Linked DNA regions of Nomascus leucogenys: region 2 is linked to region 1. Evidence: chromatin contacts called from public Hi-C data. All regions are on one chromosome and are shown on one strand. The core of a region is the stretch at or near the end of the contact, and the rest is flanking DNA. Distances in the headings are between cores, read along the strand shown. Region 1 holds the start of NIBAN1 (protein Niban 1). Region 2 overlaps NIBAN1 (protein Niban 1).

What was found. Hi-C and Micro-C count contacts between places; a contact is called where the count stands out from the background.
Region 2: a contact with region 1 is called in a Hi-C map of a lymphoblastoid cell line, with 6 times the contacts expected there. The contact joins the enhancer-like site here to the promoter of NIBAN1 in region 1. A contact is called at or near these places in 3 of 4 Hi-C or Micro-C datasets (a lymphoblastoid cell line and an unstated tissue).

The regions. Positions count from the first base shown.
Region 1 is chr9:30,353,377-30,359,733 of Asia_NLE_v1, forward strand. It overlaps NIBAN1 (protein Niban 1), which reads left to right and starts at 2,755. Exons shown (of 14, transcript XM_003264458.4): 1 at 2,755-2,848. The coding sequence starts at 2,794.
Region 2 is chr9:30,519,117-30,525,473 of Asia_NLE_v1, forward strand. NIBAN1 (protein Niban 1) reads left to right here. Exons shown (of 14, transcript XM_003264458.4): 10 at 1,224-1,385; 11 at 3,399-3,509; 12 at 5,706-5,813. Among named protein-coding and RNA genes, the nearest start is that of EDEM3, 50 kb to the right of the region's middle. Within about 2 kb of position 3,270, the one cell type or tissue checked has an H3K27ac peak away from gene starts, as active enhancers do. A contact at or near this core is called in a lymphoblastoid cell line, where this site is marked.

The DNA.
Region 1 (6,357 bases), core at 1,505-4,004:
AGTTTCAGTCATCTGCATACAGCTAGCTAGTTATCCCAGCACCATTTATTGAATAGGGAGAGTCCTTTCCCTGTTGCTTTTGTCAACTTTGTTGAAGATCAGATGGTTTTAGGTGTGCACCTTTATTTCTGGGTTTATTTCTCTATTCTGTTCCATTGGGCTATGTATCTGTTTTTGTCTCATATTTTTGGTATACTGTTTTTGTACCAGTATTATGCTGTTTTGGTGACTGTACCCTTCTAGTATAGTTTGAAGTCAGGTCATGTCATGCCAACAGCTTTGTTCTTTTTGCTTAGGATTTCTTTGGCTATTCAGGCTCTTTTTTGGTTTCATATGAATTTTAGAATAGTTTTTTTCTAATTCTGTGAGGCATGTCTTTGGTAGTTTGATGGGAATAGCTTTGAATCTGTACATTATTCTAGGCAGTATGACCATTTTAACAATATTGATTCTTCTTATCCATGAGCATTGAATGTTTTTCCATTTGTTTGTGTGAATCCATCTTTGTACTCTGTTCCATCTGTGAATGTTTACAAATGAGTGGATAAGGGTAGATGAGGATAATCAGTCCTTTCTCAGAGTATTCCTGAGCAAGAGGTGACAAGCTAAAACTACACTTCTGTCAGGAGATCCAAGCTAGTTTTCTTCAAACACAACAACAGTATTCTGAGGCATAGTTATAGCAATTTATATAGTCAAAAAAATTACTTCTCCAAGAAGATACACTTAATTCTAGCAGCCAACTAGAGTATTGAGAGAAGAGTTCAACATTAAATAGTTTAAATCATTGAGTTGTTATCTGGAAATTCTTGAGATCGTAGTTTTTGCTGAGTACAGATTTTTACATTTTATTTTTCATTCATTCACTTATTCAGTGGTTATCTGCTGGACACCTACTACATGCTAGGCACTCTTCTAGGCATTTGAAATATAGCAGAGGACAGAATAGACAAAAAAGTCCCTGCCCTAAGAGGAAAAATAATAATAAAAAAGAAAACAGAAATTTTGAGGGAAAAAGCCCCAAGAAACTACAATAACAACAAAGAAAATCCCTAAACCTTATAGAGTTGACATCGCAGTGGGGGAAGATAGACAAAGAAATATGTGTTAGATGATGCTAAGTGATATGAAACAGAAATAATGAAGGGCGACTGGCAGAGAGAGGTGATGGCTGGTGTTCCTGGGTCAAGGAGAACCTCTCTGAGTTGCTAGCATTAAAGTGGAGGCTTGAATGAAATGACTGAGAGAGTAACCTGTGTGAATATCTGAGGGAAGAGCATCCTACAGAAATGAAAAACAAGTGCAAAGGCCCTGAGCTTGATGTGTCTTAGAAAGAGTAAAAAAAAAAAAAAAAAGGCTAGCAGGGCTGGAACTGAGAGAACAAGGAGTAGTGGTAGAGAAGGTCACAGAGGAAGCTCCACCTAGGCCCTGCTAGACGTCGTGGCTTTTCTCTGAAGAAGGTAGATCAGTTAGGCAGCTAGTGTAATGACTGAGGTGAGGAATGATATGGGATGGCAGTAGAGGGGATGAGAATTGGTTGGCTATTGGACATATTTAAAAGCTGAATTGACACGATTTACTGATAGATTGGAATGTAGAGTGTGAGAGATTGGGTGTGAGTGTGATGAAATAGTTGTGTTAAAGTGCAAGTTAGCTAATAGGGAAGGCGGGGGTGTGTGGGAAAGCCTTCAAAGTCCTCCTCAGGCCTGGTTCTAGTGTATACAGACCATTTGACCTTGAGGTTAAGTCAACAGGAGTCGCAAAACAACTGACTACTAAGAATAGGATGAAATCAGTGGTGACCCCTCTGCCCAAGTGGATCTTGTTCCGAGAGGCTGCCAAGCTAAATAGTGGTTGTGGGAAAAGAACAAATATCTTTTCTAATGATTGATTTCCAGTTAAGGAGAGGAATGGAAAGTAAAGGGGTAAGGACAGACGTTCGTCAAGTCTTAGGAAGTTTCAGGGCTGGGAGTATATTCTAGGGCCAAGCCTTACTTTTTCCCTGTCTTTCCGTTTTTTTTTTTTTTCTCTTTCCTTTTTTCCTCATTTCCCCACTCCCTCCTTGGTCCAGGTTCTTGCCTGCAGAAAGGTATAATTTACCTCTAGTTCTCAAACTTCAGCGGGCATCAGAATTCCCTGGAGGGTTTGTGCAAACACAGATTGCTGGGCCCCACTCACACAGATTCTAAGTGTGTGTGTGTGTGTGTGTGTGTGTGTGTGTGTGTGTGTGTGTGTAGAGGGCTGGTGGACGATAGCGCTGAGATTTTGTATTTCTAACAGGCTCCCAGGTAATGCTTGGGAAGAACTGTTGCTTCTTGGACAGCAACACTCACAAGGCAACGTGATCCTGAGCTCCACCTCGAAGGATGTGAGCTGGGAAAGTTCCAGCTCACAGAGATTTAGTCACTTGAGAAATGGTCCACTTCCTCCAAGGTATTTTTTGGATGCCCCAAACGGATGAAAACAAGAAGCAACCGTGGGCGAGGAGGAGGAGCTGGCCATCCTCCTCGGTTGGGCAGCCCGTCGGAGCTCACCAGCGAGGCGAGGGCGGGAAGACAGCCCCCGGGCCGGCCCACGGATCCTCAGAAGGCGCGGACCTGGAGGAGGCGCCCCAGAAGGCGACGCCTCTTGCCTCTTGTCTCTCGCCTCTCGAAGGAAGTTTGCTTTTAATTTCAGAGCCGGGCTTGCCGTCGGATCAACCTCCAGGAGCGAGCAGTGGGCGCGGACCAGAGCGGCCAGTCCCCTGGGCGCGGGCCGGGCAGTTTCCGCGCTCAGCACAGGCAGCTCGCGGTCATGGGCGGCTCAGCCTCCAGCCAGCTGGACGAGGGCAAGTGCGCTTACATCCGAGGTACGCCCCTCCCGCCCGGGGGCCTGGGGAGCCCCCTGACCCGTGCACCAGGCTGGCCGCCGCGGTTGGGGCCCCAAGGGGCGCGCCCCGGGCCCTCTCCCTGTAGCGTTCGGGGATCCCCGACCGCAGCCCGCCCGCGCGAGTCGGGTTTCCTGCCCCAGCCGGCGCCCTCCGGCGCGGGTGTAGACCGGGGACCGGGGGCGCCGGGTGTAGACCGGGGACCGGGAGGGCTTGGGAGCGAGGCAGGTGCAGGATGCGGGTGGGGACGCCGGCGCCTCCGCCGCTCCCGCCGCCTCGGGGTCAGTGCCGCCCCCGCCCGGCGCACTTCGCCCCCCGGTATCTGCCCCAGACTGAGTTCTGAGCTGTTTCTGAACTGGCCGCCAAGAGAGCAGCGGGGATATCCCGCGTTTCTAGAGATACCCCTGGGGATTCCCGGCCGCTAAAGCAGAATTTCCCTCTTAGTAATGTTGGCCTGGCTTTGGAAAGCGCGGCGTTTGGCCGCAGCTTCGCTCGCATTTCATCCTAGCACTTGCAGGATGATTTCATCAGCGGCAGAAAGGACAATGTCATGCCGTTCCCTTCACGCCCCGGAGAGGGGCGAAGCAAAAGAGGAACACTGGCGTGCTTTGTAACTGCCGCGAAAGTTATAGAAGGGGAGAAACTCATTTAGGGAGACCCTCAGAGGTGTGGGGACTCAGTAGAGAGCGTGAGGCAGAAAAAAACAAAACAAAACCCAAACCGAACTGAAACTGCAGGAAGTCCTGACTCGTTATCTCCTTTATTTCCTGGGTGTATTTGACCTCCCCTCTTCTTACCCCCCACCCCAACCTTGCCTTCAACCGCTACCTAACATTTGGTTATCTTACCAATTTACTCTTTCCCCCGCCCCGCCGCCCGATCCCCCACCCTCGGCTTCAGAAATATCTTCCAGACTAGGTATTAAACTCTAGGTCTGTTTGGCCCTTGAATACTTTCCTAAGAGGAAATCATTTATTTGGTGTTCTTATTCCACATTTGTTTTCAGTCACCACAACATTTAAGACCATTTTAAAAGGATATCAAATCAGGGTACTTGAAGAGCAACGGAGCTGATTTTACAGATTCCTGCTCTGGTGCCTTTGGAGGTAAAAGATCCGTACTGTCAGGGGATAACACTTGGTCAAGTATCTCTTTGCTTTTGTTTGTTAAAAGGGGAAAGATAGATGATTTATTTATATTAGTAAAAGAGCTGAACTAAGCTTAAAAGAAATAAATGAAGCCTGCCTTAGTCTTAAAAATGTGGCCACATGCTTGTGTTACCAGTGTATAGGGACTGAAAGGGCAATTAACAGAACATAGTGAGAAAGGGCTTGCATTTGTATGTTAGCAAAGTTGTGTTTAAGGCATTTATATAAGACTTTATTTCACTGGAAAGCTTAGGAGCACCTAACGTGGACGCGTGGCCATGTACACTAATCATTTGAAGTCAAGCAGTGTGAAGGATTAACTTGCTTAAAGAAGACTTCCTGGCCATGCTGTTTGTTGCTATTGATGCAAGCATTGTACTCAGATAATAAGAAAATGTTATTACTTTCTTTATTCTGAAAGCTATTAAATTATTACAAAAGTATGAGGGACTTAGGGCAGGTGAAGAACTGGTAATGCAAGTCTTTGAATGAGTAAACCTGTAGCATATGGTGTGACAGTCATTACATCTCCCAGTCTTGTTCAGCTTTCTCTCTTCATTCTATATTCAGGAGGGCACTTGCACGGTATGTGTAGTGGGAGAGGGAAGAGAAGAGTTAAAGTTAGAATACCTCCAGAGAAAAAGACTCATCGCTTCATGTGAGAATGCTAGTCTTGCCAAAAGAGAAAAGAACCTTGGAAAAATGCATGGTGTTGTACATTGTTAATGCATGAGCAAATGAGGGTCACAGGGCTGTGATTTCCTGATGGTTTTGAAGCCCAGGTTCCTGAGTAAAATCATAGCCCTATCTTTACCTCTTTGCCCATCTTTTAGCCCATAAATATTCTCAAGCTTTGATTCAATTGTAAGCAAAACGATCGGAAGTATGACAGTAAAGTTTAAATATACTTTTATGACCTGTTTCTCATAAAGTAGCCATCAGTGAAATATAGATTTGAAAGCTCCTGAAGCTGAGACAATAACTTTCTTTTAAGCTTGATAAACTTTGCTAACAAGGAGAGTAGCTAGTCAATATATTTTGAGTGACTTTTGTTAACTTTATTTTGTATGCATCATAAGCAGCTGTATGCTACTGACGCTGAATCAGCCTTTAAGACAAATCATTGAACAGCTGCCATTCCTTGTGTGCCTCAAAACATCTGTGTCATATGGATGTTTTGAAAATACATTGTTTCTTAGGATTTAGTTAATCTTCAGGTAAAGATATATCAGCTACATTAAGGAGTTACTTCATTTCTAAAGATGTTAGTTTTGGAAATTACGACAATGCTCATGTTTCTTACAACAGAATAAATTTTTAGAATTGTTTCTAGAGGCCTTTCAGTAGTGTCCCTTGATAAGATGTTTCTATTAATAAATAATACTGAGACCAACTTGTGATCACATGAGCCGTGTCATATGTTAGTCTTAAGTGATGCTTTTAGCACTGACCTAAAATGATCTTTTTTTTTTTGAGACGCAGTCTCACTCTGTCACCAGGCTGGAGTGCAGTGGCGCGATCTCGGATCACTGCAACCTCTGACTCCCTGGTTCAAGCGATTCTCCTGCCTCAGCCTCCCAAGTAGCTGGGATTACAGCCACGCGCCACCATGCCCAGCTAATTTTTGTATTTTTAGTAGAGACGGGGTTTCACCATGTGGGCCAGGATGGCTTCGATCTCCTGACCTTGTGATCGCCTGCCTCGGCCTCCCAAAGTGCTGGGATTATAGACATGAGCCACCGTGCCCAGCCAATCTTTTTTTTAATGAGGAAGAAAGCTAATAGATTCCAGGCATCAGTGGTCAGTTTGGGTGCTCTTCTCTCTTTATGCCATGTTTTCTTTTCTTTTTTTAGTTTTCTGAGATAGGGTCTCACTCTTACACAGGCTGAAGTGCAGTGGTACAATGACTGTGAGCCTTGACCTCCCCTGGCTCAGGTGATCCTCCCACCTCAGCCTCCTGAGTAACTGGAACTGCAGGTGTGTGCCACCACGCCCAGCTAATTGTATTTTTTGTAGAGATGGGGTTTTGCCATGTTGCCCAGGCAGGTCTCAAACTTCTGGGCTCAAGCAGTCTTCCCGCCTTGGCCTCCCAAAGTGCTGGGATTATAGGCATGAGTCACCGTGCCCGGCCTCTTTTTCTGTAAAGCTTTTGGTATGCCTGAAATTAAACTATAGCTTAAAAAAAAAAACCCAAAACAAAACCAAAAAACCCCCCACACTGTGTTTTCCTGTTTAAGCAATAATTTTATTTCCTTCTAAAAATTACCCTTGAATTTTTAACGAATCAAAAAGAAAACAAACCTGAAAGATCTCCCACATAAGAAGTCCTGTGGAGGGTCAGAA
Region 2 (6,357 bases), core at 2,020-4,519, 170 kb after region 1:
TGATAGGGGCTTTCTCCCCCATATTGCCATCAGCTATAGGTGTTATCATTTGATTAAACTTTTGCCAATCTGATAGGAGCAAAGTGGGAAGCCATTTTTCCTCTTCTGTCTGCTTAATTGATATTTTTAAAAAATAGACACATTCCATTTTGTGAGGAGCTGCAAGTTCCACAGCATGCTTTTGATCCTTACTTCACTTCAGTGGACCTCTCCATAACTCACTTCATAAAGGGAGCAGTATTTTCCCTTTAAAGCATAATGAGAGTGGGCCCTTTTAAAATTCCTGTTTACAGAAATCTAGAAATCTAGATTATCTCTTCTGCGTGAGCTGAAAGTCAGACAGTGCATCTTATATTATTCATATGTACCCTGCCTCACTGCCCAGTTCTCTCCAGTGCCTCCATTTTCAGAACCTTTCTTTCTGCCTTCTTCCGCTCCACCCATTCCCCTGTTTATTTTAAACCTCCAGTATTTCCTTTAAAAAATGATTTTAAAATAAGCTTAGAAAACAGAATGCATTCTGTTGCAACAACATTTGTTGATAACACTTTAGGGCTTTAGCAGGTGAGGTATGATGCTGGAAGCCCAATGGCCTCATTGATTGAGTGCAAACTACAGTAGGAGGGACCCCAGTTCTTCAAACTGGATACGTCTCCCAGTACAGGGCTCTGCCTATCCACTTCCCATCCACTAGCACCTAAAGCAACCTATAGCAGAGAGAAGCCCTGTGGGCCCTGGCAGATCCTCATAGAATTGTGAGGAACTCTGGCTTCCCTTCCAAAGTCCAGGAGTCCAGGGAGCATCCTGACCTCTCTGGGGTTTTTTGAGAGGAGTGTCACTCACTAAAGAAGATTTTGGAAGCCTGGGGGCCCAGCAGCAACCACGTGTCAGAGCCTACCTGCCTGGTTCTTGAGCTCTGGAAGTGGGAGCTTAGAGTCCATCAACAGCTTACAAAGACTGGAGTCCCCCTGGGTGCACCCCTGGGTCTTCCTGTCATCTGGTTGGTGTTTCTGCTGGTTTCTGTCCTAGCATTACAGCTACCCTAGGAACCCACTGCAGGAGGAAAATAAGACAGTTGAAGGTGTCACAGATGTAGGGATCCAAGTAGTGATTCACTTTAACAACATGCATTTGATTGTTTAGAATGTGTGTAATATGCAATATGTATGCAATACCGCTCCTCATTCTGAGGATGTTTAATGTTTCCCTTCACCAAAATGCAGCATCTAGACCGGCTTTTGAATCTTCCGCTGCATTCCGTGAAGATGGAACCTTGTTATACTAAAGTCAACCTGCTTCACGAGCGCCTGCAGGATCTCAAGAGCCGCTTCAGATTCCCCCACGTTGATCTGGTGGTTCAGAGGACACAGAACTACATGCAAGAGGTGGGTGTGGCAGGGGCATCCGTGGTGGATGAGGGTAAAGAGAGAGCAGAGAAATGGGTGCTGGCCAGTGAGATCGGCTGCTAGCGTAGCTCAGGGAAATACGTCGCATCTCTTTAGCCATCACGTTGAGGGAGGACATGTTCTGTCCCTCCACTGGCTTCATCTTCCATCCATATGGATGAACATCATAAACAAGACATAGCTCAGAAAAATAAAGTAGCATTAATTGATAACTACTTGATTTGTCAAATCAGTGCTGTAACCTTGGCTACACATTGGAATCACCTGGGGGAAATACTGTTGTCCAGGCTGGAGTGCAGTGATGTGATCTTGGCTCACTGCATGCAACCTTTGCCTCCTGGGTCCAAGTGATTGTCTTGCCTCAACTTCCTGAGTAGCTGGGACTACAGGCATGTGCCACCATGTCTGCCTAATTTTTGCATTTTTAGTAGAGATGGGTTTTTACTGTGTTGGCCAGGCTGGTCTCAAACTCTTGACCTCAAGTGATCTGCCCACCTCGGCCTCCCAAAGTGCTGGGGTTACAGGCGTAAGCCACCACACCCAGCCTATATGGCAACTTTTTGATAGAACTTCCCTACCCTGATTCCTACTGTTTCTAATATGCAGCCAGGATTGAGAACCACTGGCTTAAATTAATTCCCTAATGTAATTAAGAGTAAACCAATCAATCAATCAGTCACAGCTTCATATTTGAATTTCTTGAGTCTACTTGACAGGTTTCTTTTTTTTTTTTTTCGTAAGGAAACTTTTCCCCAGTAACAGGAATGAATAGCACAAACTCCTTCCGTATTATAGTGTTTCCTAAATGAATAAGGGGTATGGTCATCAAAGCTCTAAAGGACACCATGCCATGTCACACAGATATTCTGAGGAGAGATTACTGTGGGCCGGACACTGTACCAGATCCCACTTCAGGGAGCTTGAGTGAGACAAATTCTTAGATAAATTCACTACAATGTTGACGGTATGATAAAGGTATATATTGTGGCCAGGCACGGTGGCTCACGCCTGTAATCCCAGCATTTTAGGAGGCCGAGGCGGGTGGATCACTTGAAGTCAGGAGTTTAAGACCAGCCTGGCCAACATGGTGAAACCCCATATCTACTGAAAATACAAAAAAATTTGCCGGGCATGGTGGTGCGCACCTGTAGTCCCAGCTACTTGGAGGCTGAAGCACGAGACTCGCTTGAACCCTGGAGGCAGAGGTTGCAGTGAATCAAGAGTGTGCCACTGCACTCCATCCTGGGTGACAAAGTGAAACTGTGTCTCAAAAAAAAAAAAAAAAAAGGTATATATTGGATGCTTTGGGATCACGGGCTTGGAGAAGAAAGGAGAACTTTTTTTTCATAAAGGTTATGGGCAAGATCAAGTGATACATTTTAGCTAACCCTTGAGTTGTAAGGGATGAAAGAGGAACAAGGAACAAAATTAGGCAACAGTTTAGCAGAAGTCTCTTTCATAATACTAGACCCTGGTGACGGGAACGCAGGCAAAGGTGCAGGGAATAAGATACCTGAACTACTTCTGCTTTCTGACCCATGAACATGTCAGCCACTGTCCCCACCCATCCCTGACCCTGCCTCCCTTCCCAGCCCTGCAGAGAGAGGGAGAGATATGCTGCGGAGTGGTTTACATCCACTTAAAATGGAGGCGACACCAAAAACTAGTTGAAGAAGGCTCCAGCCTCATCCCTTAATCAGTGGCTGCAGGTATCAAAGAATAGAAGAGGGGTGCCCACGGGAGATGACAGAACACTTGCTCAGTCCCGTGGCCTTGGGTTTTCCAACTTCTTCCTGCTCCTACTGTGGCCACATGACTATTTGTTTCACAGCCCTAGTGATGGGGTGATGTTGCCCTGGGTCCGCCCCAGAGTAGCAGCCGAGGGGACTCATCTCTGATGGCCCCTACTCTGCAATCCCACTTAGCCAGGCCTGTGGGTGGTGATCCCAGCCTCTGACTGTTGTCTGTTTCTGTGTCGCTTCTGGTTTCTAGCTAATGGAGAATGCAGTGTTCACTTTTGAGCAGTTGCTTTCCCCACATCTCCAAGGAGAGGCCTCCAAAACTGCAGTTGCCATTGAGAAGGTTAAGCTCCGAGTCTTAAAGGTAAAACCGTTCTCTTGTTTGTGGGAAGCATAAAACGAGAACGTGACCCCTGTTTCTTTTGTAAAGTGGAAAATATCATGTTCTCTCCTTGGCTCTAATCTTTCCCCACTCCTTCCTCTCCCAAGTCCAGTGACTCTCAGTCCGCGGCAGTTTCTCCAGTGTGACTTCCATGCCTCTTCTGCCATCTAGCGGCCACTGCTGGTCCTCAGCATCATTACCCACAGCTAGAGGCCCCGTGTCCCAGCCTTCATAGAGATCCAACTCGACAAACATTTATTGGCTGTCCACTATAAGCATTGCGTGGGATGTAAAAATAGGCAAGGCACAGCCTCTTTCTTCAAAGAGGTTACAATATAGTAAAATCCATTAAACTGGAAAATAATTTATTGATTTTGAAAAATCAAAACCTCATGGCAAAGGAAATACTCCAAGGAAAAGAAATCTACCATATGAAATTGTTTTAAATGTACTTCAGCATAAGTGTATATTAAAATAGTTTTAATAATAGGAGCTTTCACATATATGTTATATTTTAAAGCCTTTTACTTGATCCCCACAAGAACTTGTGCATTAACTAGAATTTGCCCCCCTTGTACAGATGAGGAACTGATTCTGTGAAAGCTAATGTGACTTAATTAAGCTCAACAGGCTGATCAATGGTGAGCTTAAGGATAAACGATCATACACCTAGTCCACTAATTTTTTTCACTGCCTTCTAGTTCCCCTAAACAGTGCCTTGGAACAGAAGATCAAAGTCCCACAGAGCCTAGGGGTGGTGTCTGAATTTCAGACTTGATCTTGATGCCTCACAGGCAAGAGGAAACTCTAGCAACCAAATCATTGATATTAAAAACAATATTGGGGCCGGGTGCGGTGGCTCATGCCTGTAATCTCAGCACTTTGGGAGGCCGAGGCGGGCGGATCACGAGGTCAGGAGATCGAGACCATCCTGGCTAACACGGCGAAAACCCGTCTCTACTAAAAATATAAAAAATTAGCCGGGTGTGGTGGTGGGCGCCTGTAGTCCCAGCTACTCGGGAGGCTGAGGCAGGAGAATGGCGTGAACCTGGGAGGTGGAGCTTGCAGTGAGCAGAGATCGCGCCACTGCACTCCAGCTCTGGGTGACGGAGCGAGACTCCGTCTCAAAAAAATAAAAAAAGCACCAATATTGATCATGGTAACACACATAATAATGAAATTGCAATGGAACTAAAAAAAAAAAAAGATAGTGTCAGTGTCAAATGCTTTAGCGTACAGAAAGAAAGGAAGAAAAAACGTAGAAAGGTGTTGAAATATTAGGACCTCAGGTTTCAAAGAGATTTTGAGTGCCTTTAGTTCAACTTCATATTCAGTGTTCAGCAGGTTCCCTCAAGGGGTGGTCCCACTAGTGCTCTGACACCTGCATTGGCAGGACACTTTCTACCTCTCAGGATAGCCCATTTTAGTTCTTGACAGCAAGAACGTGCTTTCTTATGTTAGGCCAAAGTTCTCACCACTGGTTATTCCAGTTCTACCCCCTTCGTACATAACCTTCTTCCACGTGGCAGCCTTTGGTTGTTTGAACAGAGTTATAACTTGCCCTAAGTTATTATCTCCAGTATAAACACCTTCATCTCTTTAACTATTCTTCACTTGGCCTGACCATTCTTCTCACTGCCTATGACTATACTCTGATTTATCTGTGATCCCCTTGAAGTGAGTTCCACAATTAAATCCTGGTCTCCATGTTGGGATGTCCAATGCAGAACAGACAGAATCGTCATCTTTCAATAGGCCCTAGCCAGGCCTTCTCTTCCCTTGTGGAAATCATTACAACCCACTGACCCTGGTTTGAAGATGTGGAGTAATAGATGATCATGGTTTCCATGGACCTACCTGGGACAGGAGTAATAAAGTACAAACTCACCCCCCAGTTCTATCCCCAACTTCTTTATAATGCAGAAGTCACCACTCTGTTTTGATCTTGCCTCAGTTTCCATACCTGTGAAAGGTAAGAGTGAGATGGGTCATTATCAGTTATAACCTGTGACTGCAGTGTGAGGGAATTACATGGACAGATCTCTGAGGCCTTGGAAATACAAGAGTTCTCAGACATTAGGAGGAAAAGAGAGGTGAAGTGGGTGGCTGAGTTTTTTGCGTAAACGTAAGTCAACAGATTGTAATGTTACTATTTAACATATGTTTCTTTATTGACAGCAATATGATTATGACAGCAGCACCATCCGAAAGAAGATATTTCAAGAAGCACTAGTTCAAATCACACTTCCCACCGTGCAGAAGGCACTGGCGTCCACGTGCAAACCAGTAAGGGGATGAGTTACCCTAAAGAGCTTGCTCTTCTTACCTCTGAAGTTCAAACAAGTTCTTTTGTGATGTGTACTGGCAAACAGCAGACTAGACCAGGGAGGGATCGGCAGACATTTTTGTAAATGGTCAGATAGTAAATATTTTAAGCTTCATGGACTGCACTATTTCTGTTGCAACTATTCAGCTCTGCTGTTGTAGCACACAAACAGCCATTGACTATATATAAACAGACTTTATTTGCAAAAACAAGATGCTAGCCAGATATGCTGACCCCTGGACTAGACAAAATCTCAAAGGGCAGTGATCTGAATCTGAGCCAAACTAGGGGTTGACATAGAATACCTAAGGATACCAGGTGTTTCTCATTATAGTATGACTCATAGGTCCAACATGTCCTCTGAAACTTGACCACTGTATCCAAAAAAGATATTAGCTAACATAATTACAGGATATTTGTTCTGTTGAATCCAGCAATGTTGTTTAATGAAATCAATGAAACCACTTAAAACCTCTACAAACATTGAGCATCCAGTGAGAGCCA